4 separate regions of the Mus musculus genome follow, and regions 1, 3 and 4 are each linked to region 2. The links are chromatin contacts, called in public promoter capture Hi-C maps. All regions are on one chromosome and are shown on one strand. The core of a region is the stretch at or near the end of the contact, and the rest is flanking DNA. Distances in the headings are between cores, read along the strand shown.

Region 1 (5,928 bases), core at 1,736-4,235, 670 kb after region 2:
TAAAGGCAGAGTGAACAGTAGACAACTAATGAAAATTTGGTACGAAATGGATGGTGACTGGTATATACCCAGAAGATGTTCCAACTGACAATAAGGCCACATGTTCCACTATGTTTATAGCAGCCTTATTTATAATAGCCAGAACCTGGAAAGAATACAGATTTCCCTCAACAGAGGAATGGATACAGAAAGTGTGGTACATTTACACAATGGAGTACTACTCAGCTATTAAAAACAGTGAATTTATGAAATTCTTGGGCAAATGGATGTATCTGGAGGAGATCATCCTTAGTGAGGTAATCCAATCACAAAAGAAGTCACTTGATATGCTCTCACTGATAAGTGGATATTAGGCCAGAAACCTAGAATACCCAAGATACAATTTGCAAAACACTAGAAAATCAAGAAGAAGGAAGACCAAAGTGTAGATAATTTATTCCTCCTTAGAATAGGGAACAAAATACCCATGGAAGAAGTTGCAGAGAAAAAGTTTGGAGCTAAGTCGAAAGGATGGACCATCCAGAGACCACCCCACCTGGAGATCCATCCTATAATCAGCCACCAAACCCAGAAACTATTGCATATGCCAGCAAGATTTTGCTGAAAGGACCCTGATATAGCTGTCTCCTGTGAGGCTCTGCCAGTGCCTGGCAAATACAGAAGTGGATGCTCACAGTCATCTATAGGATGGAACACAGGGCCCCCAATGGAGAAGCTAGAGAGAGCACCCAAGGAGCTGAAGGGGTATGCAACCCTATACGTGGAACAACAATATGATCTAACTAGTATTGCCAGAGTTTGTGTCTCTAGCTGCATATGTAGCAGAAGATGGCCTAGTCGACCATCATTGGGAAGAGAGGCCCCTTGGTCTTGCAAACTTTATATGCCCCAGTCAGGAATTTGCCAGGGCCATGAAGTGGGAATGGGTGTTAGGGGTGCAGGGTGGCGGGAGGGTATAGGAAACTTTCAGGATAGCATTTGAAATGTAGGTAAAGAATATATCTAATAAAAAAAGAAAATATGTAATAAAATAAATAAATAAAAAATAAAAATAAGATATAAAAAGAAAGAAATTTATCAACAATGTATGCCTGGATTGTGGTCTCTACTTACCATGTACAACTCAATGAAAATGAAGGCTCCTTAGAGGAAGACTTGGAGTCTCAGGTAGGAAACAGATCAAAACCAAGGGAATCATCACTTCCTTTTAATTACATATCAAAAGCCTTGGAAGAACTTTATGCTAGCCAAGAATGGCATAAGTTCAGCATCAAGTAATGAGTATCTATCTACCTTGCATTGAAATGTATCAACTCTGCTTAAATCTGTGAGGTCTTTGTCTTAAAAAATAGGTCATACCTTAAAAGCTCTAAATTGGCAATTTTTAAAGTTGGTAGATCATGGATTTATTTCATATTTCCTGAATTATGTATCAGAATAACTCCATAGTACATGAGAACATATTTTCTACATAAGCGGAGGCATGAAATTTTCAAATTGTTTAGGCAAATGACTGTACATTTGTGTTCACCATTTCTCCTTTTAAAAGTTTTGAAAATAAAAATAGAATGTTCACATTATGAAATCCCTCTGAATGTCTACATTTAGGTTTTAAAACAATATAAACACTGGAGGCAAACATTAGTTTGGCTTGCAAACACTTCTTTCCTCTTCATATTATACTAAAAACATATTAGGGAACGATGATTCCCAAAAGAAAACAACTCTATCCAAAAGACCCCATCGCTCTGGGTGTGGTGGTACACACCTGTAGTTCCAGTAACAAGTAGGCTGAGTTAGGAGAATACCCATTTTGAGTCCTAGTCTAAAAAAGTCAAAACAAATAACTGCAACATCGTTTACTTCATCCAAAGATGGAAAAGTATTATACATCTGGGACAGAAGGTATCTGTAAAACCGTGGTTTGCTAAAGACTTCTGTCTCTGACAGATCTGCAGCACACACACACACACACACACACACACCCTTGGTGACAAAGGTAAACATACAGACTTTATAGCCCTCCAACAAGGCTTAAGGGGAGAGAGGCACAATTATTCTCTTGCAACTCCCTCTACCTTCTGTGTGTGACTGCGAAGAAGCTTCAGAGGAACGAAAGAGGTCCTCAGATGGCTGGTGGGTACGTTCCACATGCTGTTCTACATGCTACAGCGTCCTTGAATGGCTGGTGGGTAAGTTCTACATGCTACAGCGTCCTCAGATGGCTGGTGGGTAAGTTCTACATGCTACAGCGTCCTCGGATGGCTGGTGGGTACGTTCCACATGCTGTTCTACATGCTACAGCAGGCTTCAATTCTTCTTTCTCCTAAATGTAAAGCAAGTCTGCTTTCCTCCTCTAGAACACAAGACTGAAACCCCTTTGCAAGGCTAGAGAAATGAGAGAGAGTATTCTGGCTGATTTAGGGAGGGAGGGCTGTTCCAGCCATGTAACACCTCAGGAACCTTTAAGACACATACAGGTAGAGCTAGAAGGAAAATCCCCGCTTGCCTCATCCCACTGAAGTGCTTGCTAGTGTCTTAGTGTCATTTCACAAGGTTTTGTTGCGGAAGTTATTTGGCTGTCCTCAAAGCTCAAGATTCCCTGACTCCTCTAGAGAGAAAAGTTCCCAAAGTCCGAGGCATGAGTCACTTCACTCAGTTTTGATGAGTAATCTCAGGTGTCACTGAACCTTGTTCGGAAGAAGAGGGGAGGAGGGCGTCAGATTGTCAGACGAAGAAAACAGGTCTCTCTGGATTGGATGGCAAGACCTCGACTTCCCTAAAATTGCGTCATTTCGAACACAATTTGGTCCAGATGTTATGGACTCCGACGGGTTACCGTCTCGGAAACTCTACATCACGCAAGCGAAAGGCGAGGGGGCGGCTAATTAAATATTGAGCAGAAAGTCGCGTGGGGAGAGTGTCACGTGGCTCTACAGGCTCGTCACGCCTGAGATAAATACCGCAAAGCAGGAGCTGGGGACTAGACCGCACTCGGACCTGCTCCGCTCCTGCACCGCGGCCAAGGAGAGCAAAGAGCGCCCAGCAAGTGCGCACCTGCGGAGCATCCCCGCGGTCTGACCGCAGTGAGTACCACTCTAGCCTGCCAGCCAAGGCTGCCTGGGACCCGTCGTGCCTTCGTCGGAGGTGGCGTCCGCCCTGGCTCTGCTCCCACTCCATTCTCAGACCCGGAGAGAAAGTGTGCAAATACCAACGCCTCTCTTTGTCTGCCACCTGCAGAGTCTTCAGGCTTGAGAGTGTGGGCCAGTGGGTAGGGGGCTGGGACGCTGAGACTCAAGGAGAGGAGGATTTGAGGCTCTTTGGCGCCTCAGGAGCCTTCTTAAAGGGTTTGGAGAAGTGTTCGACCTGGTGGGCTTTTGGTTTTGTTTTTATTTTAATCTTGGTTTAGCGGGACCTGTTCTTTCTTCCTTGTGGCACTGAAATTCAGCTGCTCTAACTCTTGGGTGGCCACAGCCTCCTTATGTATAATGTCTCTTTCCCACCTTCCTCTGTCTCCTACTCTCTTCAGAAATCGAACATGAAAATCCTCGTGGCCGTGGCGGTCTTTTTTCTCGTTTCCACTCAACTGTTTGCAGAGGAAATCGATGCCAACGATGATCTAAATTATTGGTCCGACTGGTCCGACAGTGACCAGATCAAGGTGAGTCCCAAACGGGCGTGGGAGCTGTTGCCTTCTCCTTGTGGTAGCACCCTGATTAGCCCAGCTTGAGCTGGAGAGGCGCACTGGAATATAAAGGTCATCACGTCCCGGACAAGGCACAGGGCTTATTGCCCAGAACCAAACTAAGTTTCCTCCCTGAGGGAGGGCAACGTCGTAGGTTCAGTCAGTGTCTCCCCAGTATCTCGCCCCTCCCACCTCCTCTCTCTCCTCTCTGTCTTTCTCTCTCACAGCCGGGTTCTCACCACGCTGGAAACCTCATTAGGTTTTAATCCCTACTTACAGGGTTGGGGAGGAGGGGAAATCGAGGGGGGAATTTAGTAAAACCGCACTGCCAGAGCGTTTGAGATGCTGGATAGAGAAGTGAATCAGTTAATGGGGGCAAAAGCGGGATTTTACTTAGCTGCGGGGTCTCAGTGGAGAAACTAACTCCGCACTCCAGCATTCAGTGCTCCAAGTTTCCCTGTACATCACTCTTGGCTACTGGCTCCAAGGAGCGCGCCTTGGGAAATGGTGAAAGTTGTGCGGTGGTGCAAGGTTGCTCTGAAAGTATCCTCACCCTTCTTCATCCACCCTACTGTTCACAGTTAGGACAGTGAGAGGACTTCGAAGCCTCGCTGAGAGCAAACAAAGGTGATAACAAGAACTTGAGTGAGCCCTCTGGTGCAATTAAGAGCAGAAAGCTTACAGGATCCAGGGCTGGCAGGTGTGGCGCTGCTGCAGGAGCCTCCCCGGTAGACTTTGTGGAGAAGGAAATCCCAGGCGGGGCCAGATTGGGGAAAGTGTATAGGTTTTAGTATGGCCCAGACGCGTGCTAGCCCACCAGGTTCTGGTGTCTGGGGGAATCTGTGGCTCTGGGGGACGCTCAGGTGCACCACTAAGGTGATCCTGGTTCACTTAAGTTGTCTGCTCGCGGGTTTGTCCCCCAGGAGGCAATGCCGGAGCCCTTTGAGCATCTTCTGCAGAGAATCGCCCGAAGACCCAAGCCTCAGCAGTTCTTTGGATTAATGGGCAAGCGGGATGCTGGTGAGATGAGCAATAGTCACTAGATCTATCAGGCTACCTGGTCTGCATGCTTGCTCCTTCCTGGAGAACCCAAATGTCTCTTGTACTGGGAGTATAGATTTACACGCCTAAAGGCTTTTGATTCCCAGAAGTCTTCGATCTGTACTTCACTAACTCTAGATCGTGGGGGGAGGGGGAGGGGATCCATTTCTCTTGCTTCACTGCACCAAAGTGATGCAAATTGGAAACTAACCTTAGCTAAACAGTCCTCTGACTAAAGATCCAAATTACAAGGATCTCCAGGTATGTTAATAGTCCAGGCTCAGGTGAAAGATGTCTTCTTGGATTGGGCTAGATTTGGCTACCCCTTGTGGGTGATAGAAGTATTTAATTGCCTTGAGTTGATGGCAGTCAGTGGAGCTTGTGAAGAGTTAATGTCAATTCATCTCTTGTCAGATTCCTCAGTTGAAAAACAAGTGGCCCTGTTAAAGGCTCTTTATGGTAAACATCCCTATAAATCTTTATTTTCCTATTATGAATGATCACGTTAAAATAAAAAGCATTTTGTGCCTAATTAAAAAGTGTGTACACATCCGGATGTGGGTGCATGAGCGTGGTGTGTGTGTGTGTGTGTGTGTGTGTGTGTGTGTGTGTGTGCGCGCGCGCGCACGCGTGTATTTTAAGCTCCTGCGCATTCTAATGAGTGAGTTACTTTGATGTCAGTCTATAGCTTTACTATTATTAAGAGACCTCAAGAGTCCCACAGTTCTACCTTTTAAGCCATGGCTCATATTTGGCTTTTATTAGTAATTTGGTTGACATTCATCTATTTTAGTCCCAGGATGTCATATAAATAAGAGTCAAATATTTTGAAAATCAATTCCTTATGTGCCCTGTAAAAGATAAAGTAGCTTTTTAAAACAAACCGTGTGTCTGCTAACTGGCTTTCTTTTCTTCTAGGACATGGCCAGATCTCTCACAAAAGTAAGTTCACACTCCTTTTGACATTAATCATATCAAATGTTGCTTCCTGTGTTACCTTTTGCAGCAGAACATAGAGCCCAATAGTTTTAATAAAGACAATGTAGGGGGGAAAAGACTTACATGCAGATTGTGATCTGCTAAATAATCATTATGACTAAACTCCATAGTATCGGCAGATTGCCGTACCAAAATGCACAGTACATTTGGAAAGAAAAAGAATTAACACTTGTAATTCTTTTAGTTTTAGAATTTCTACTATA
Region 2 (6,035 bases), core at 3,478-5,977:
CTATATATATATGAGGAATGATAACAAATTTCCTTTTCTTCCCCTGTCTCATAATTGCAATACACATGCAGATGGGGGAGGGGGTCCCCACCAGAATCACTCTGTGCTTAGAATACCAGGTTATCAAGGGATTTCTGTTGGCTTTTTCCCTCACACACGGTAGGAGAAATGTAGTTAATTTCAATATTCCTTCCTACCCAAAACATTTGGAGCTATATTTAATATCATTTAAATGGTTTTGTGGTTAGAGGGAAAAAACCATCCTAAACACGACAGTACTATAAACAGGCCATATGTGCAGACAGATACATGAAATAGAGCATCCAACACAAACACATTTCTGCAACCAGACAGCTCCTGACTTCTGTTTTGCATTGTTGGATTTCTGGAGAATTCATCTGTTCTTAACCGTCTGCATATAACCTCACTAGCCAGTTATCAGGGGGCCAAAAAGGAGCAGTTTCCATGGTCGAAATAATTTTATTTATCCAGAATATACAGTTTAATTCCTCTATCTACACTTATTTACACGGTTAAAATAACATTGAAAAAAGTCTTTTGAAAAGTTGAGGTCATAGATTTCAAGGCACCATTGATAGTGTCCACAGTTGCGCAAAAAAAAAAAAAAAAAGGGTTCTTTTCGTAAAAAAGGGGGCGGGGCTCTCTGAAATGCAATAACTTACATGCAAAAAAAAAGTTTACACATGAATCTTTTTTGTTTCCATTGTTCAAACATCCCCGTATGAATTCCTTTCTTTCTGATTTCTAAACCAGCACAACACTGTAGTCCCAAAACTGAGCAAGAGAAAGTAGCCCATCTAATAAAGCGTCCCGGAGGCCAGTGCCAGCGGGTGCTGCAAGGAGCCCGGCGGTGGCAGGTGGGAATTGATTGAGCTGGCTGCGCTTGGGTACCAGGAAGCCGAGTTCTCCAGGTAGCTGGACGCGGGGGACTGGTTGGAGGTCGGAGGGTGGGCATGAGGGTGGTGGCTGAGAGAGCGGGATGAGCCCTGGGGCTCCCACACCGCTGGTGACTGTGGCGAGTTACACGCCATAGGGTCGCTGGAGCTGGGACTGTGCTCCGGGGGCATCTCCCCGTTTTTCATGATCTTCTTGATCTTGGATCTTTTGTTCTGAAACCAGATTTTCACCTGGGTGGGGAACAAAGGCACACGTTACCGGGACACTCAGAGGTTGCACGCGCCTTTCCCTGAGCGACGAATGAAGGCTCTCCTGGCCCTAGACTATCCTGCCCTGATAACTAACTACCAGCAGCAAGCCGCCCATCGCCAGGAGGTTGCAGTTTCAGCCTAGGCAATGGGAGGGACGCACAGAGGGAGCTCTGTCCAGCTCAGCGGGAACCAGCTTCTGCTACCCCAAGGCTTTGTCTTTTATTCACTCTAGACCTGGTCGCACGTGTGGGCCTGTGCACCAGGTCACTGGGGAGGATACCTCTCCTGCTCGAAGGCCAGAGTCCCCGATGGGGAGGGGCTTGGGCCAAACTGTAGGTGCACTGTGCCAAGGGAAAGGAGAGATTGTCCAATCTCCTGTCCAACTCCCTTCAGTCCCCTCGGCACTGGGAGGCCAGACTCTGCCTGAAGCTCTGGGCTGCGACTTGAACATTCCTTATTCTAGGCCCCAGCGGGCGGGGTTGGGAGGGAAAAGAAGGGGACAATCCCGGAGGGTTTCCCCGTACAACAGCGCCCCCCACCTCGCGACCTTCAGGCTGCTGAGGCTTGATCTGCCTCAGGGATAGGGTCGACCGGGACAGGACGATCCAGGCCTTTGCATGGCTGGAGACTCATCATCAGGCCAATAGTAAGGCAAGCTTCTCACTGTGAAGGGACCCAGACCTTTTTCAAGAGCGCGAGGCAGATTCCCCCTCCTCCCAGAAATACCCCTTCTCTTGTTTTCACTATGGAACCTTGGTCCCCAGCCTTTGGTGGTTAAAGCAGGGGTGGGTTTGGGTGGGAGGGGATGGCGGCAACTCGGGACAAACGACGAATCCCGCGCCCACCGCCACGTGGGCCTGGCTCATGGAGGGAAAGATGCATCGGTTGGTGTCTTTCTATCTGTGAATTTCTGCAAAGTGCTAGAGAATCGGCTCCAGCCAGTCGGGACCGAACCTTGCAGCCGAGCTGGGCTTGCAGGCGAGGCGGGGCCGGTACTTGGCGGCGGCCGGATTTACCTGTGTTTGCGTCAGTCCTAGAGAGGCGGCCAACTCCGCGCGTTCTGGCAGGGCGAGGTACTGAGTCTTCTGAAACCTTCTCTGTAAAGCGGCCAGCTGAAAGCTGGAATAAATAGTCCTGGGTTTACGAACTTTCTTTGGTTTACCATTCACCATCCTCACCTCTGGCTCCGCCACTTCTTTCTCTAAATAACCAAAACAGACTAGGTTAGAGCTTCCTGGCAGACAATGGCTCGTTTGCACAGGCCCTCAAATCAGCGAGATTTTGTTTGTTTTGAAATATGTAGTCATCTTTCTCTTTCCCAATATCACAATCTTGGCTTTTCAAACCCCAGAGAAATCTGTCCCATCCTCAGATCATACATGGAAGAGCTGGCGAGTCTCTGACTACTAGCCACTGTGTGCGTGGGGCACTTTGTACACATCAAGTTCTTCGCTTTAGGGATGGAACCCTTTGGAGATGCTTATTTTTCTCATTATTTTTTCCCTCCCTGTATTCACCTTGTGTGTTTCTGGGACGCGAATAGCCACTCCAATCCCTGGGCGTCACGCGAGGAGGCCCCTGGGCCATGACCCTCTGTCGGCGTCTGTTCGGGCGCCCGCAGAGGCTAGACGCTTGGGCAGGGAAGACGCTAGCCAAGGGCTCCAAAGTTCAAAGACCGACAAGCAAACTATGTTCCTTCACTACAGCGGCAAGCGGTCGGTCGGGGCTGCGGCAGACAGAGAGCCGATTATGTAGTCCCCATAATCTCACTGCAGATCTGAGAGGGCACAGATGTGTCTGGTTTCTTTCACAAATAGACTTAATATGTTCTTGACCAAAAAAAAAAAAAAAAAAAATCCTCTCCCTATGCAAGGATACAGAGACAGCAAGAGGAGCAGACTCAAACTTCCATCAACAATGTATTGCAAAGGAATCTGTAGTAAGGATATTTTCGTAGTAAAGGGGAGGAACCAAGGAAGAATTCTCACTGTCATAAATGTACCCCGCTGGGGTCCTGTGAATCCGTGTTTTGCTAATGTGCCCCTAGGCCACATGGCCCCTTTTCCCCCTTCAGTCCTGAAAGGAGTGGAAGAGTCGGTGTATGAAGCTGCTGCCAGAGGAAGGGTGGAGAAGGAGGGAGGGCTGCGGTCTCCGCTCTACTGGAGTAGGGGATGCTAATATTAGCAGCCTTATTAATGTGTCGGTGAGGGGAGATCAAAATCGACTAGTAAAATTTCTCCACTGAGACTTCACGCCTCTCATTTACCGCCCAAGCTCTCTACCCCACTGTAACGCTCTAAGGAAGTTTCACAGTGGACGGAAAGGGGAGTCTGTGGGGAAGAAGGAAGGCAGACAAATTCTAGGCACTTACGGAGAGAGCACTCGATGGAGTGTGTGTGTGTGTGTGGGGGGGGGTCCCTCTAACAGAGTGAACTCTCGGCAATCCTCCGCTATTTTAAATGACTTTTTGTATTTGGAAATACCTTGGATAAACCGCAAAGTTCCCTGTTCGCTTTTCTGTCAGGCTGCAGCCCTCCGGCCCCCAGGTCACCCGGTGTGCTGCCCGCACCCTCCATGAGAGGCCTCGGGGCGCTTCGCTGGCTAATCCAGACTAGATCTCACCAACTCAGCACGCTCACCCAGAATTCCAACTAACTTTCCTTTTATTACGCAAACACCACTAGGGCTGCTTGATTTCACCCACCCCCCGCCCCCCAAATCCCTTAGCCTCTTTGCAGCCAAGCTGGCTTTCTGGCTAGGCCAGCTAGGAATCCAGCTAAGGAGGGATCCTCGAGCAGCGCCAGAGGCAAAACACCCGATTAAACCTCTTCAAAAGTCCTCCACTGCCCCCCCCCCCATGCCGGTGTGAGGTGCTGTCCTGTTTGCAGTCCCAGGCCCCCACTCGCTTCTGCGAAGCACCCTTCTATGGGTGCGGACAGCGTGGCCCTCATCTACCACCCAACTTGGCGCCCGCGGGGTTACGGATGCCCTGGGTACCTGCCTCCCGCCCCCGCGCGCCTACCTGGCTGGCTGGTGGCACTCGGGACGCGGTTGTAGGCGCCGCCGTACTGGTGGTAGGGGCTGGCGTAGCCGTAGTCGGCATAAGCCTTGGCCGGGTAGCCGGCTGCGGAGCCGTTCACGCCGTGGTACTGGTACTGGTAGGGGTTGAGCGCTTTGCCATAAGAAGCAGAGGTAGGAGAGCAGTAGCCGTGCGGGGCGGCCCCCGCGGGACTGTAGTAGTCAGAATCGGTGGCCGAGGACTCGGGCAAAGTTGGCGATTCCTGAGACGGGTGGTGCATGGCGGCGGACGTCGGGAACGGAGCTTGGAAGTCGCCGGATCGGATGCTTGGGACTCTTCTGTCAAACACTCCTGTCATAGCTCCCGGGCGGTGGCTGTTCTTCTACTGCGGCGGCCGCTGCTGCCTGAATTGGCTGTGGAGCTGCTCTGGTCTAAGCAGACATGGCTGTGGGAGCGAGGGAGGAGGAGGAAGAGGAGGAGGCGGCGGCGGCGGCGGGGAGGAGGAGGAGGAGGAGGCTGGGAGTCGTGGAGGCTCTGTCTCCCGCAGGCTGACTGCTGGCTGAGGCGCAGCACAGCCTTGGTTAAATCCTTAATTGCGCGCTTACGCACAGCGGGGTGGATCGGGTTCCATTGGCCAGGGCTTCGGGAGCAGAGCAACACCCTAACTCGTCCAACTAGTTTTAGCACAACAAAGCATTGCTTAAAGAGAGAGAGAGAGAGAGAGAGAGAGAGAGAGAGAGAGAGAGAGAGAGAGAGAGAGAGAGAGAGGCGTACAAGGAGAGAGAGAGTGTGTGTGTGTGTGTGTGTGTGTGTGTGTGTGTGAGAGAGAGAGAGAGAGAGAGAGAGAGAGAGAGAGAGAGAGAGAGAGAGAGAGAATATGAGTTGTTCCCTGTTGGGGGAGGGAGGGTCTCAGTCGATCTCTTTTTAGTGAATAGCTTCGACAAACCAAGCAGTCCCAGGGCCTAGCTCCGTGCTGTTTGAAGACAACGTGTTCCAATCAGCAATCTCAAAAGTACAGTTTAGAGGATGCGGTTCTTGATGCTCTTTTCTTGCTCCACACCTACCAGTCCTCTCCCCCCTCCTCCGACGGAGACTGTAGGAGAGAGCACCGCTGTGGGACTGTGTGCAGAGGAGGAGCAGTGTTAGATGGCAGTGAGAACAAATGGAGAACAGCATTGTCTTAGTGGGATGATGGGAAGCAAGTTGCAACTAATTTATGTTGAAAATTTGTAAACTGGAAAACAGTTGGACACGCAGCAAGCGCTTTTGCAGAAGCCCCTGTTTCTCAGGACTCCACAGAGATGTCCAAGAATCTAGACGTCCCCAGTGGCAACTGAAGTCTTTACAGGGACTGCTGAAAATCAATGTCTTTCATTCCTGAATACCTTGCCACTGCCTGAACTCTCTTAGTTGGCTTTCCCAGAGAGCTGAGCAGCCTTTTGGTTTTTTGCTCAATATCCTCGACTACTTGGAAGCTTCTAGAATGGCTCTTGTCTCAGTTCAGGAGCCAGATTCCTGCAAACGTGAATTGATTTGGGTGTGTGACCTATAGTGTGCCTCCAGACCAAATGGAGTATGAAGACCGAAAAGTAGGCAAGGAACCAAGTCCGCTTGGGAGATGGGGTTTCGATCATGGACGACCCTCTCCTGGTTCCATTACCTACATCCACTCCAATCCCCCTCTCAATTCTTGAGTTTGGGTTCTGTAGCATCCCCCATTATTTCCTGCCTACTGAGCATCTTCGTTTATGTACAAAGGGAGCAGGGTTCAAGACTCATACACTGGCCACAGACCACCAGAAGAAGTTTATTTTGTCAACATGGGCTTTTCCTCTAGTTATGATTGA
Region 3 (5,740 bases), core at 1,574-4,073, 520 kb before region 2:
GAGCCTCTCAGGAGACAGCTATATCAGGCTCCTGTCAGCTAGCTCTTGCTGGCATCTGCAATAGTGTCTGGTGGTTGTTTATGGAATAGATCTCCAAGTGGGGCAGTCTCTCAATGGTCATTCCTTCAGTCTCTGCTCTGAATTGTGTCTCTGTAACTCCTTCCATGGGTATTTTGTTCCCCCTTCTAAGAAGGATTGAAGTGTCTACACTTTGGTCTTCCTTCTTTTTGAGTTTCATGTGTTTTGCAAATTATATCTTGGGTATTCTGAGGTTCTGCGTTAATATCCCCTTATCAGTGAGTGCATATCATGTGTGTTCTTTTGTGACTGGGTTACATCACTCAAGGTTTCTTTCAATAATCTGTGAAGAACTCATCTGATCTCTGACCACCGTAGATCACTTCCATGGCTCAATGACATAGTTTGTAACTGTAGATTGTTCCCTCACAAACTTTCCAAAATTATTGTCAGAATGATTTTCTTAAAACATCAAGTGAAAATATTTATTTTAAAAGTTTTCATATGAGTATGTATTGTGTAAGCATCTGACAAGCACATTCCTGCCCATTTACTTTCTTTTTTTTGTCTCTCCCAACTCTACTAATCCAATCTGTTCCCTTAGGGACGTGTGTGTGTGTGTGTGTGTGTGTGTGTGTGATTTTATGTATCTATTAAAATCTAGGAACCACAAATGAAAGAAAACAAACGCCATTTTTCTTTCTTAGACATACTCTCTGGCTCTCTAGTTGTAGCTGCTCTGACTCTCTAGTTTTCCTGTGAACAACACATCTTCATTCTTTCTAAAGGCTGAAGATGTTCCACTGTAAAATAACAAATTTGTGAAGTAACTTTTTCCTCCATAGAATGCACAGTGTCTTCAGTTCAGGACTCTTTCCTACCTTCAGTAGCACAAAGCCTGCTGGGTCATACAGAGGCACCAGCATTTTATGTTTGCTTCTTGCATTTTTTTCTTCATTCCAGAGATCCCAACCTTTTCCAAGCAGATTTCTGCCATCTTCACTCAGGCACCTAATCCAAGCCGAACTGTTTTCCATCCCATCGCACAACAGTATACAGTCTTCATTGCTCTCTTACAGGAAGTGGTTTTGCTTCCTCCATCCACGTACACAGCTCTTGAGGACCGAGTCTCTGACCTGCGACTTGTAAAGATTCTGGGAAGTTTCTAGAGGGGCAATTCATGAAAGAAAGACTCAGTAACTTGAATCTGCAAATTTCAAAATGTGGAAAAAGAATTTTATCAGTACCATAGGATGAGACTGCTTTTACCTAAGAAGAAAGCTCTCATGGTATTTGTCAAATTCCAGAACAGCGAGGGCACAGCCATTTATAACAGTTCCTTATGAATCCTTTACATGGTAGTGTGCACACTTGGACCAGCAAATATTTAAGATGAAATGCTACCCAGGTGAGTCTGTTTCTCATCTTATGTAATTCTCAAAGTATGTGAAGCATTCTGAAAGTGTTCCTGCTCTTCTGAGGGCCCCATTGCTCTCGGTATTGGAAACCCGGTGCTCTGTGATGCAGGAAGGGCTCTTGGCTCTGCCTGAGTTTGGGAGCTATTTTCAGAGTAAGCTTTTAAGTCCTGTTAATACACAGAAAATATCCCCCTTGGGCAGAAGTTAAGAAGGACAGTTCCACACCTAATTTTAATAGTGTGAAACCTAGTTTTAATAATAAATGGATAACTTGACACTAAGTTGGGAATAGAAATCACTCTGCTGTAGGCAGATGTGACATTTGGAAAGTGAGCTCCAGGATTGGGCATGGCAACCAATTAGGTATGGGCTTAGAGGTGCAGTATTGATGGATACATGGTAAGGACATTCCCAGAAGGTCAGAGCAATGAAAGCTACAGGGTCTGAAACTGTAAGGAGGTGAAGAGGAGAGCAAAGAAGACAGGAGAATAAGAGAGGGGAAGAGAGGAGAGGGGAGGGGGGAGAAGAGAAGAGAGAGGGAGGAGAGAGGAGGAGCGGGAAGGGGAGGGGAGAGGAGAGGGAGGGAGGAAAGAGGAGGACATGGGAGGGGAGGGGAGGAGAGGGGAGTGGAGGGGAGAGAAGAGAGATTCTTTGAATAAATATTGCAATAATGTTAAAGGCCATAGGGATATTGTGAAATTTTATAGGTATGCATATTAATTATAGGCTGCTAAGGTTTTGAGTTATAAATAATAAATAACAAATGTATACAGCCAGATTCGCTCATTTCCACCTCCTATTCATAGACAAAAAATGAGCTTTTTAACAAGTGTATACCAAGTTTGAGATCAGTGAGACGAAGTGTGGCCTGTGTCTGGTTCTCTTCCCGTTTCCCGTCTTAGGGACTCCTGCGGGTCCTCGGGGGTCTTATTTAAATCTATATTCTCTCTTAATTCTCACTAGTGGATTACATCTGAGAAAGAAAGCAATGAGTACTTGAGGACTCCTGCTACTAGTGTGCCATGGACCCTCTATTGCAATGACAAAAGTGAAAACATAAAATGTCAACCTCTGGACCAATGTGTGGTTAGTGCCACCGCAGCACTGTTGCCCCAGGATGCCCTGAATAAACCATTGTTGTGGTTTCCCTGACAGACAGCTTGTCGGCAAATGATCAGTATTGGCCATGATTTCGGGCTAATTTCATGGATGTTTTCCAGTTTCCGTGATCTTCCGTTCCCGTTTTCCAAACAAAAGTGCTTCTGAAAATTTCTGTTTAACATCTTTCACTTTGAATAAAGAGAACAAGAAACATTCCCCTCGCAGCTGGTCTTGGTGAAATTACTTCTCTGGAGGGCCCAGCAGATGAGGGGTCTTGTTAGAGAGGCACCAGGCAGAAGGTCTAGTTCTGTATCAAAACCCATGCTGAGACCTGCAACCTGAGCTCTGCCACTCACCACCCTCTCCACCTACACACACACACACACACACACACAGTCTAAATGAACACAGATGGCTGGCACACAGACTAGGCATCGAGGAAAGCAGCCGCAGGCCTCTCTGGTTGCTGTCATTTCACGCCACAAACAGAGCAGCTTCAAGATGCTGGTGTTTCTGAATCTGAGATCAATCTGGAGTGGCCATTCAGCCACTTCCTGTTGAGACACGCAGAGAAATTGTCAGAAAGATACTCAGATCCTGATTCAACTAAAATCACACATTTCTTTAACTGACAAGTTTGCTGTTGTTTTTAGTGGAAACTATACTATGATACTATGATAGAATCCACATCAAGTTCTAATGGACAACTTGGTTTGTCTGTTTTTTGGTTTTTGTTTTTTTCCTGGAGAGTTGATCTGCATCAGCGCATCTATTTGCTTCTTTGTGTGAAATAGATTAACTTTTAAATGTAATGGAAAAGAGGATAAAAACAGATTTCACAAATGTTGAAAACCAACTAAAATCTTTAGACCCTCCTTCCAATCAAGCAAAATGTGCCTTGCCCTGTTTGTTTTAATATAAAATATGCAAACAATTACATAGATATGGAAGACATAATTATGAAGAGGTTGATATCTGAAAGGTTATTATTGATTTATGGACTTCTTTAGTTTAATAGAAGACAGATTTAGGAATAAGATATAATTCGGTTTCTGCAGGAACAATAAATGTCTCAGTGAGGAAATGTAAAATCTCATTGTATGCCTCAAAATGCAGCGATTAAATTTCAAAGGTAATTTTTGTTAAGTATGAATTCCTCAGTTTCCCTTTACGATTTCCAATTCTCTGTATGCAGAGTAAACATTGTATAAATATGTCTTCTTGTTCAAGCAAAAGGTTTAGTGTAACTCACACCATTCATGTGTGTGCGGTTTTTCTGTGTCTTTTACAGACACAGACCTTCTACAAGCTAACTGAGCTTTGAGTAATGTGATCATGCTTAATATAAGCGTGAAGAGGTATAAAAGTTTATCCCTTCCTTGCATCATCATCCCGTGCATTGGGCTTCATCTGTATATTAAACGGTTCTTGCAATGCCAGCATATAGGAGAACTTTACTTTCAACATTTAGGGATTGCATGGCATTAATAGCCAGAGTAAAATAACAACAACAACAAAATCAAATTTTCTTCTTTTAGGAAAACCTTAATTGACTAAGTCATTCACAAAAGACATAATTGTATCTTATCTAGGATTTAAAATTATATAAAAGCTTCAAAATTTGTGGCTTTTACACAAAATTGGCCCAGAGCCAAGAATCTAAAAGTGAAATGTTTTCAGAAGGGAGACACACACACAGACACACAGAAAAATACCCAGCAAACATAATGCATGCCTAGATTGAGGAATCTATTTAATAACACACACGAGCCTGCACATTCTTCCATATGTTGCATTTGTTATTTCTTTAAATTTATCTTTAGATGTGTAAAGTTTGCACCTAAAACTAGCTTTTGGAAATAATAGCTAAAGATTTCAACTTCTGGCGAGGATGGAGCCAGAAAGACTGGATTCAGTATTCCACCTTGAACATCTAGGTAACTGTCATTTCCTGCGAGAAGGCAAGCACAGGAAGTGAGTCCTATGATTATAGCAGCTTAATGACTGCAGTGTGTCAGGGATGAACGTCTAGAGGAGCAACCCAACGTTGTGGTCCAGCTGAGAGAGGCAGAACTGGCGTTCATGGAGGCCAAGACACTTAGAATTTGATAGACAGAGGTTTGGAAAGCAAGCATTACTGGCAGAGAGAGAGAGAGAGAGAGAGAGAGAGAGAGAGAGAGAGAGACAGAGAGAGAGACAGAGAGAGAGACAGAGAGAGAGACAGAAAGAGAGACAGAGAGACAGAGGCACACAGAGACACGCAGAGACACATAGAGACAGAGAGAGATAGAGAGATAGAGATACACAGAGAAACACACACACACACACACACACACACACACACACACGCGCGCGCGCGCGCGCGCACACACACAGAAACACTCAGAAAGAGAGAAAAAGCAGGAAGAGATGGGATATGAGAAAGAAAAAAGGGCAAAATCAGGAGAGAGAGAGTGATGTTTCTCATAAATAATAAATGTATTCTAAAGAAATATTTATCTCCTTTCCAATTATTTCTGTAACAAGTATATAAGCCGTTTCCAATATTTAAAGGGCATTATTATGAAGAAGTGATTACCTAGAAATTGTATGTTGGAGAGGTGTCCACAAGTTTCTGGCTGAGAACTGATTTGTACACACATGAGAGTAAAGATTGATGTGAGGGAAAGGACCACTGGAGAGAACTCGTGAAGCAAATGGGATGAAGCAGCTCGTTCATATTCCTACCAACCATGGTGGGAAGACAGCATCAGAGACATCAGACGAATCCTCAGCAAAGGTAGACTGAATTAGTTATAGTCCAAAGCTGTGGAGAGCCGTGAGCAATCGCCATTTCAAGATGGCGCTGGCTTCCACAGTGCCTAACTGGTAAACAAGCAATGTGCGCAGGTGCAGGAGTAAATTCGTGCCAAGTCACTGCCCATCCCGGGGTGTAATAGTGGGGTGATGGGTGAGCAGCTAATCAGGAGCTGACATGTCACACAGAGGGGTATTTAAACAGCTCCATTTTCAGGGTTCGGGGTCTTCCTGAGAAGTAAGCAATAAAGCTCTTCTGTAGAAGGACCTGGTTGTCCGAGTGTGTTTTGCTGGCGAAACATTACAAGGACACAAAGCCTCTCTGAATATACCCTAGCACTTTTGAAAAGCAAGCTTTGAGGTTTCTAAATTTATTCCAGGTAACCCAAATGTGTAGCAAATCAAAA
Region 4 (5,731 bases), core at 2,876-5,375, 550 kb before region 2:
TGAATCTAGGAGGAAGAGTTTTTCATGGACTTAAAGACAGGACTCCATCACCATCATGGAAGGGAAGCATGACAGCAGGCAGGTAAGGCAGAAGGAACATCTGAGAGCTCACACCTTGAACTGCAAACATCAACAAAGCAAGTAAACTGAAAATGGTGCCAAGTCTTTAAGCTCTCAAAACCCACCTCCAGTGACACATTTGCTCTAACCAGAACACACTTCCTAAGCCTTCTCAACAGCATCACCAACTGGAGACCAACTAAATGTCCAGTATTATGGAGGACATTTCATTCACACTGCCATACCTCTTCATGAAGAACATGGAAGCTGGGAGGCTTAAAAAAAAACAAAACAAAACACACAAACATACAAAAAGCTAATCACATGGTACTATGATCTGGTAGGATTCATTTATGACAGTGCTTCAGATTTCCCTATTGGCTTTGATGTGGTTTGGTTTCTCACAAAAGGATCGATCCATGAATCACTGTTGACATTTTGCATAAGAGGGAGGGCGATGAGCATCCATGGTTTTATATCTTGTTCATAAGCCCATTTATGTTGGACAGTTGACTAATAAGAAGGTAAATATAGCCTTAATTGGCTCAGGAGATTGGCTAAATTTCAGGTAAAAAGGGAATTGTCTATCCTTTTGAACTTTGGAGAATACAGGCTTTTGTTTTGTTTTTCTGTTTTTCTGTAGAATATATCTGGGACGCATGAGATAAAACTGATATTGAGGAACACAGAGCAGAGAGAAGGAAAAAGCTGGCTCATGATGCACCATTGTTCAGATTGTCTTAAGCTGTGTCCACCTTTGGTGTTCGAGTTGTATGAGGTCATTGGGGGTGGGGGTGGGAGGTGCGGTGGGTGGGTATCAGAAAGCTTTGTGTAGTGAGGAATATATTTGCTGATACATGGACTCAGCATCTGGGGATACAGATTTATTTAGCTAAAGATAATGGTTGAAAATAATCTTGTAGGGAAGCCATGAGACATAAAGCTAAAAACACCTGATGCTAGTACCTCTACTTAATAATGGCTATATCTTATGCAAGTCACATGAGCTCTTTTTGCATCTGCCAATATGTAAACAGTTAAGTATTACTATTTATCAGAAAAGGCATCAGTTACATGAAGATGATATACATTGCTCCCTAGCCATAAACATGGTAATGACTAGAATTAGTCATTACCTTCTTTTTTCTTAGCTTTTGGAAAATCTTTCCTAGAACCCCCACTGCCTTTGTTTATTGCCCCATTTGATGGTTTTTCCTTTCTAAGGTTGTGAATGTGGGATATCCCAGAACATAGTGGTACCCATCTTTTTTACCTTCTTTCACCTCCCCATGGGACAATTCAGATTCAAATCTTTACTTGCCCTTGCTCTGGTTTCACTGCTGTGGCCGAGTCTTCAGCCCTTCTCTAGTGCTCTGAAGCAAGCTTCCTGATTTACCACTCCATCTAGTTGCCTGTTAGCATCTTAATGTAAGTATCACAGAGAGCCATCCTTCTTTTATACATAATAGCTACTGTATTCATATCTGTGGTGCAACTCTGGTCATTCTGTTCCTCACCAGCCACTCCTTAATTGATTTTCCACACAGCAGCTAGAGTGGTGTCCTTCTTACATCAGGAGTCAGAAGTCATCTCTTCAGTGCCTAGCATATTCCAGTAGCTTCCACAAGACTGGTTCCCCATCTAGTGTTCCTTAAGCTTCAACTGTCCCTACCTTACAGTGCCTGTGGTGTCCTTCTCTGCGCCTGGCCCAATGCTATTCTATTTGCTCACCATCTGGAAACATATTTCTGGTAGCTGGCTTTCTCTCATTTAATTTATTTAGTCTCCAACTAGAATGCTATGCTTCTGAGAGGCTGTCCCTAAAGGTTCCAAGGGTGCAGTCCCATTATTTGCTTCCGATTTCTCAGTGCTTATTACTCAATGGAGCATCTCCTCGTTCACCTAGTTCCCTCTCTAGATTCGAGCTGTGGTAGAACAGAAGCATCAACTGGACGATTAATCATACTACTCCCTTCATGGCGAACAGGCCTTGGTCCCTGGGGCTTCTCAAAGGCTGTTTTCCTTCTAAAGAAGAGTGAATGAATGTGTACTATTACTAGTAGTTATAATTAACTAATATATCATCTAACTTTTTGTTGTGGCCTTTCCTTTACATTGCCCGGTATTGTTCCTATGATAACTTGAGACAAATATTATTTTTACATTCATGTACAGATGAACTAAATATTCTTTGTCCTTTCACCCTACATGCCAAGGGTGAAAGAACTGCATTTTTGAAGCCTCTATAGAAGAGAGTTGAGGAACGTTAGTGAAATTGTTTAATAGGCTGAGCTAACCATCTGTGAATTTTTGCTTTTTGTTCTCAATCAAATGTTAGAAATTGAACTACACGTGTTTCCATCCCACACACTACAAACCATTCAGACAAAATGTTCTCTATTATCCTGGGTCCAGATGTAAGAGGTCCATGGTAGTCAATGCTCTGTAATTAAATGAGATTTCAGGCCGAGCTTCTAATCCCCTGAGACACAGACTGCGCAGCTGTACTAATAACTCGGCTGATTATATGGAAGGCCAGCCGAGTCCTTATTCCTTTATGTACATGCACACATACACATGCGCACATGCGTTCTCATTTATGTTTTTAAAGCCAACAACAATTGAAACACACGGTTCTCATTCTATCTTTAAATATGGGAAATAATATTAGATTAAGTTAATGTAATCACTAACATCATGTTCTGTAAATTGAAAACTAATGCGGCTTTGTCCCCCAGACTGCTGGAGAAACCAGTATTTGCAGAACACCCAGATCTATACTTTTCAATGATAAAAATATATGTAGCCCACTTAGAACAAGGTGTATGAGTTATGATTTTATTGTGTTTGATTTATAGGCTTCCTCAGTCCTTATTAAATTTAAGATTTTACGATTGAGGAAAGGCCTTAAAGAAAACATATTCTGTGGTTAAAGATGCATCCCACATGTGCTGGCTTGGCAATTTAAAAGGCAGGAACACTCCTCCGTGTTTGGCTCCATGGCACGGCCAAGCCCTCTAATCACAGGGCTGAGGTTACTGGGGCTGGAGTAGAAGGTACCAGCATTGGGAATACATGTTGAGAGCAGTGCTATTTTTTTTTTTTTTTGAAGACTGATGTTAATATCAAAATCTACTCCAGGACAAAAGTTCAATACAGAGAGGCTTCAAGCGTTACATAAACGTTTGTCTTTCGAAGCATTACGTAAACGTCTGTCCTTTACCTTTTTTTTTTTTTTCCAGGTACTAAGGATTTAACCCAGGACCCTATACATATTGAATACCCCTAGCTTGCATCATGGCAATGTCTTCTCTGAGAATATATTCAGAGTAGCAATGCCTAAACCTACCAAGAGCTGGACAGAACCTTAGAGATGTGCATCTAGAGAAGGATGGTACAGAAGCAGACACTCTCAGCCTAGAACTGGAGGTCATACTCCTGTGAACAACTTAGTCTCCAGCACTCTGGTCACCCTCAAGCATCTATGTTCTAGCTCTGACACCACTAAAGGATGGAAACACTCTTTCAGCTTGTTCAAGCACTCCTTCCCCCAGGAATCTTCACCCCAGTGTACGCCTTGTCTACTTGGTGATGTTTTGGTGGACCCTAAGGAATTGTCTTTGAACACTTCTGCATCTTTTTGTGTCTGTTCTATCAATGATTATGTTCTGTCCTGCCTTCTATGCTACACAGGGACAGGCAGCTTCATTCTCTACTTTCTTTTTCTTCTCTCTCATCTTAAGCTGTCCTTGGTTCTTTCCTCTTCCCCACCCACTTTACCACAATTGTCAGACCTTGCTGAGTCTCTCCTCTCAGTATCTCTCGAAACTGTTGTTTCTTTATATTCCAACAGTCTTCTATGAGTGCAGGTCAGATCCAGGCCTTGCTAGTTGAATTATTTTTCCCACTCAAGTCTTGTCCCACTGTCTCCAAACTTACTCTGCAGCCAGAATGATGGTTTTGCAATGCCGATAACCACATTCCCTGCTCCACCCTTCAGTACCTTCTCCTTTCTAAGCCCCTTAGCATGGCTCACTGTGTTCTGTGAGCATCTTCCCCCTTCTATCCACACTTGCCCGATGCTTTACACACCAGACATCATTCCTGCTACTCTCTTCATGAAAGAAATCCCTCTTGGGGCTTTGTCTATGCTTCCTAGTACTCTGCCCGGACCTTCTCCATGTTCATTCCTTCTGATGCTGTGTTCAGCTTTGTCTTAGTCAGGGTCTCTATTCCTGCACAAACATCATGACCAAGAAGCAAGCTGGGGAGGAAAGGGTTTATTCGGCTTACACTTCCATGCTGCTGTTCATCACCAAAGGAAGTCAGGACTGAAACTCAAGCAGGTCAGGAAGCAGGAGCTGATGCAGAGGCCATGGAGGGATGTTCCTTACTAGCTTGCCTCCTCTGGCTTGCTCAGCCTGCTCTCTTATAGAATCCAAGACTGCCAGCCCAGAGATGGTCCCACTCACAAGGGGCCTTTCCCCCTTGATCACTAATTGAGAAAATGCCTTACAGTTGGATCTCATGGAGGCATTTCCTCAACTGAAGCTCCTTTGTCTGTGATAACTCCAGCTGTGTCAAGTTCACACACAACTAGCCAATACAAGCTTAGATACCACTTTAACCTGGATCTCTTCCCCTCTCTACCTCATCTTGCCCTTCTCTCCCTTCAAGTTTTGTCCTTTTCTCATACAGCCCTTACCCATTGTTATAACTAATCCCCTCCCCACAGTCTTCCTTCCATTCAGAGTTAGAAACTCAAGAATAAAGACTATTCTTATCTCCTCTTTGTTCTTATTACCTAGTTCCATGCCTGACATAGCAAACATCACTTAACAGTTACTGGATAAACCTTTATTCTTACATCTAGCATACACTTTGACTCAGTGCCTTGCACACAGTAGATATCCAGTACCATTTTGATGAGTCTGACTCAACTGACACATTGTTCAAATTGTTGATTTGAAAGCCAAGGTCTTTCATTGGAGAATAACAGAGTTGACTCGTTTAAGAACGACCAGGATGTTTATTTGCTGAAAATAGATTTGACTAGCTGGTCTGTGACATTTGACCATGAAAATGATAGAATAAACAGATCACCTTATGACTGCTATTATCCTTTCTTCAGGCATTGATATAGAACCTCTATGGGGCAACTTCATCTATTTAATGCCCCCAAATTGTCTGCTAACAAGTTTCTCAAGAGTGAAAGTGATCATATGATAGTTATATTAATATCAACTGTTAACATTCTTGCATTCTTTACATTGCCAGTCATTTACTACTCACAGTGGGGCTATGAAGAAGCTACTGTGTTTTCAGTTCCATGTAGTAGCTAAGGCAAAAGAAGGTTAAATGTTTAACACATTTAACAACACATTTCACACAACTGGAGAGTTTGGCAGAGCTAGTATCCGAACCTCCATGGACTTCCTTCGGATTCATGTTGTTTCCCAGTGACCGCTGTGGAGATTGTGAGTTTCTGAGCTACGTAAGAGCCTGGGAAGTCTTGCAAGGGCAGCATATGTAGTACTGCAGAAACAAGGTCAGCCTCCTGTCGTACCTGCTGGACTTGATTTTAATAAAGTGCTGTGAGCAAGGCATGAGAGAAATGGGAGCAATTTGGAAATAAATTACTTCCATTATGCTGCAGGATCTCCTATGTACT

What was found. Promoter capture Hi-C pulls out the DNA fragments that hold promoters and counts their contacts.
Region 1: a contact with region 2 is called in a promoter capture Hi-C map of embryonic stem cells. The contact joins the promoter of Tac1 here to the promoter of Dlx5 in region 2. A contact is called at or near these places in 2 of 39 promoter capture datasets (both in embryonic stem cells) and 1 of 9 other capture datasets (adipose tissue).
Region 3: a promoter capture Hi-C map of second pharyngeal arch cranial neural crest shows a contact between it and region 2, with 7 times the contacts expected there. The contact joins the enhancer-like site here to the promoter of Dlx5 in region 2. A contact is called at or near these places in 9 of 39 promoter capture datasets (the C10 cell line, cranial neural crest, embryonic stem cells and 6 more), 3 of 484 Hi-C or Micro-C datasets (the MC3T3-E1 cell line, cranial neural crest and palatal mesenchyme), 7 of 115 datasets of contacts at active chromatin or transcription factors (craniofacial prominence, embryonic basal ganglia, embryonic forebrain and 3 more) and 2 of 9 other capture datasets (embryonic stem cells and embryonic trunk).
Region 4: a contact with region 2 is called in a promoter capture Hi-C map of frontonasal cranial neural crest, with 6 times the contacts expected there. The contact joins the enhancer-like site here to the promoter of Dlx5 in region 2. A contact is called at or near these places in 4 of 39 promoter capture datasets (the C10 cell line, cranial neural crest, frontonasal cranial neural crest and 1 more), 1 of 484 Hi-C or Micro-C datasets (liver) and 7 of 115 datasets of contacts at active chromatin or transcription factors (craniofacial prominence, embryonic forebrain, embryonic hindbrain and 4 more).

What each region holds. Positions count from the first base shown.
Region 1 is chr6:7,552,076-7,558,003 of GRCm38.p6, forward strand. It overlaps Tac1 (tachykinin 1), which reads left to right and starts at 2,986. Exons shown (of 7, transcript NM_009311.3): 1 at 2,986-3,086; 2 at 3,530-3,661; 3 at 4,609-4,705; 4 at 5,141-5,185; 5 at 5,645-5,668. The coding sequence starts at 3,539.
Region 2 is chr6:6,877,341-6,883,375 of GRCm38.p6, forward strand. It overlaps Dlx5 (distal-less homeobox 5), which reads right to left and starts at 4,728. Exons shown (of 3, transcript NM_010056.3): 1 at 4,192-4,728; 2 at 2,186-2,370; 3 at 461-1,148. The coding sequence starts at 4,546. The coding sequence ends at 819.
Region 3 is chr6:6,361,353-6,367,092 of GRCm38.p6, forward strand. All of the region lies in intron 3 of Gm20619 (predicted gene 20619), which reads left to right. Among named protein-coding and RNA genes, the nearest start is that of Gm52888, 26 kb to the right of the region's middle. Within about 2 kb of position 2,824, at least 8 of the 459 cell types and tissues checked have an H3K27ac peak or open chromatin away from gene starts, as enhancers often do. A contact at or near this core is called in craniofacial prominence, embryonic limb bud and second pharyngeal arch cranial neural crest, where this site is marked.
Region 4 is chr6:6,332,921-6,338,651 of GRCm38.p6, forward strand. The region is part of intron 3 of Gm20619 (predicted gene 20619); the gene reads left to right. Among named protein-coding and RNA genes, the nearest start is that of Gm34749, 12 kb to the left of the region's middle. Within about 2 kb of position 4,126, at least 1 of the 459 cell types and tissues checked has an H3K27ac peak or open chromatin away from gene starts, as enhancers often do.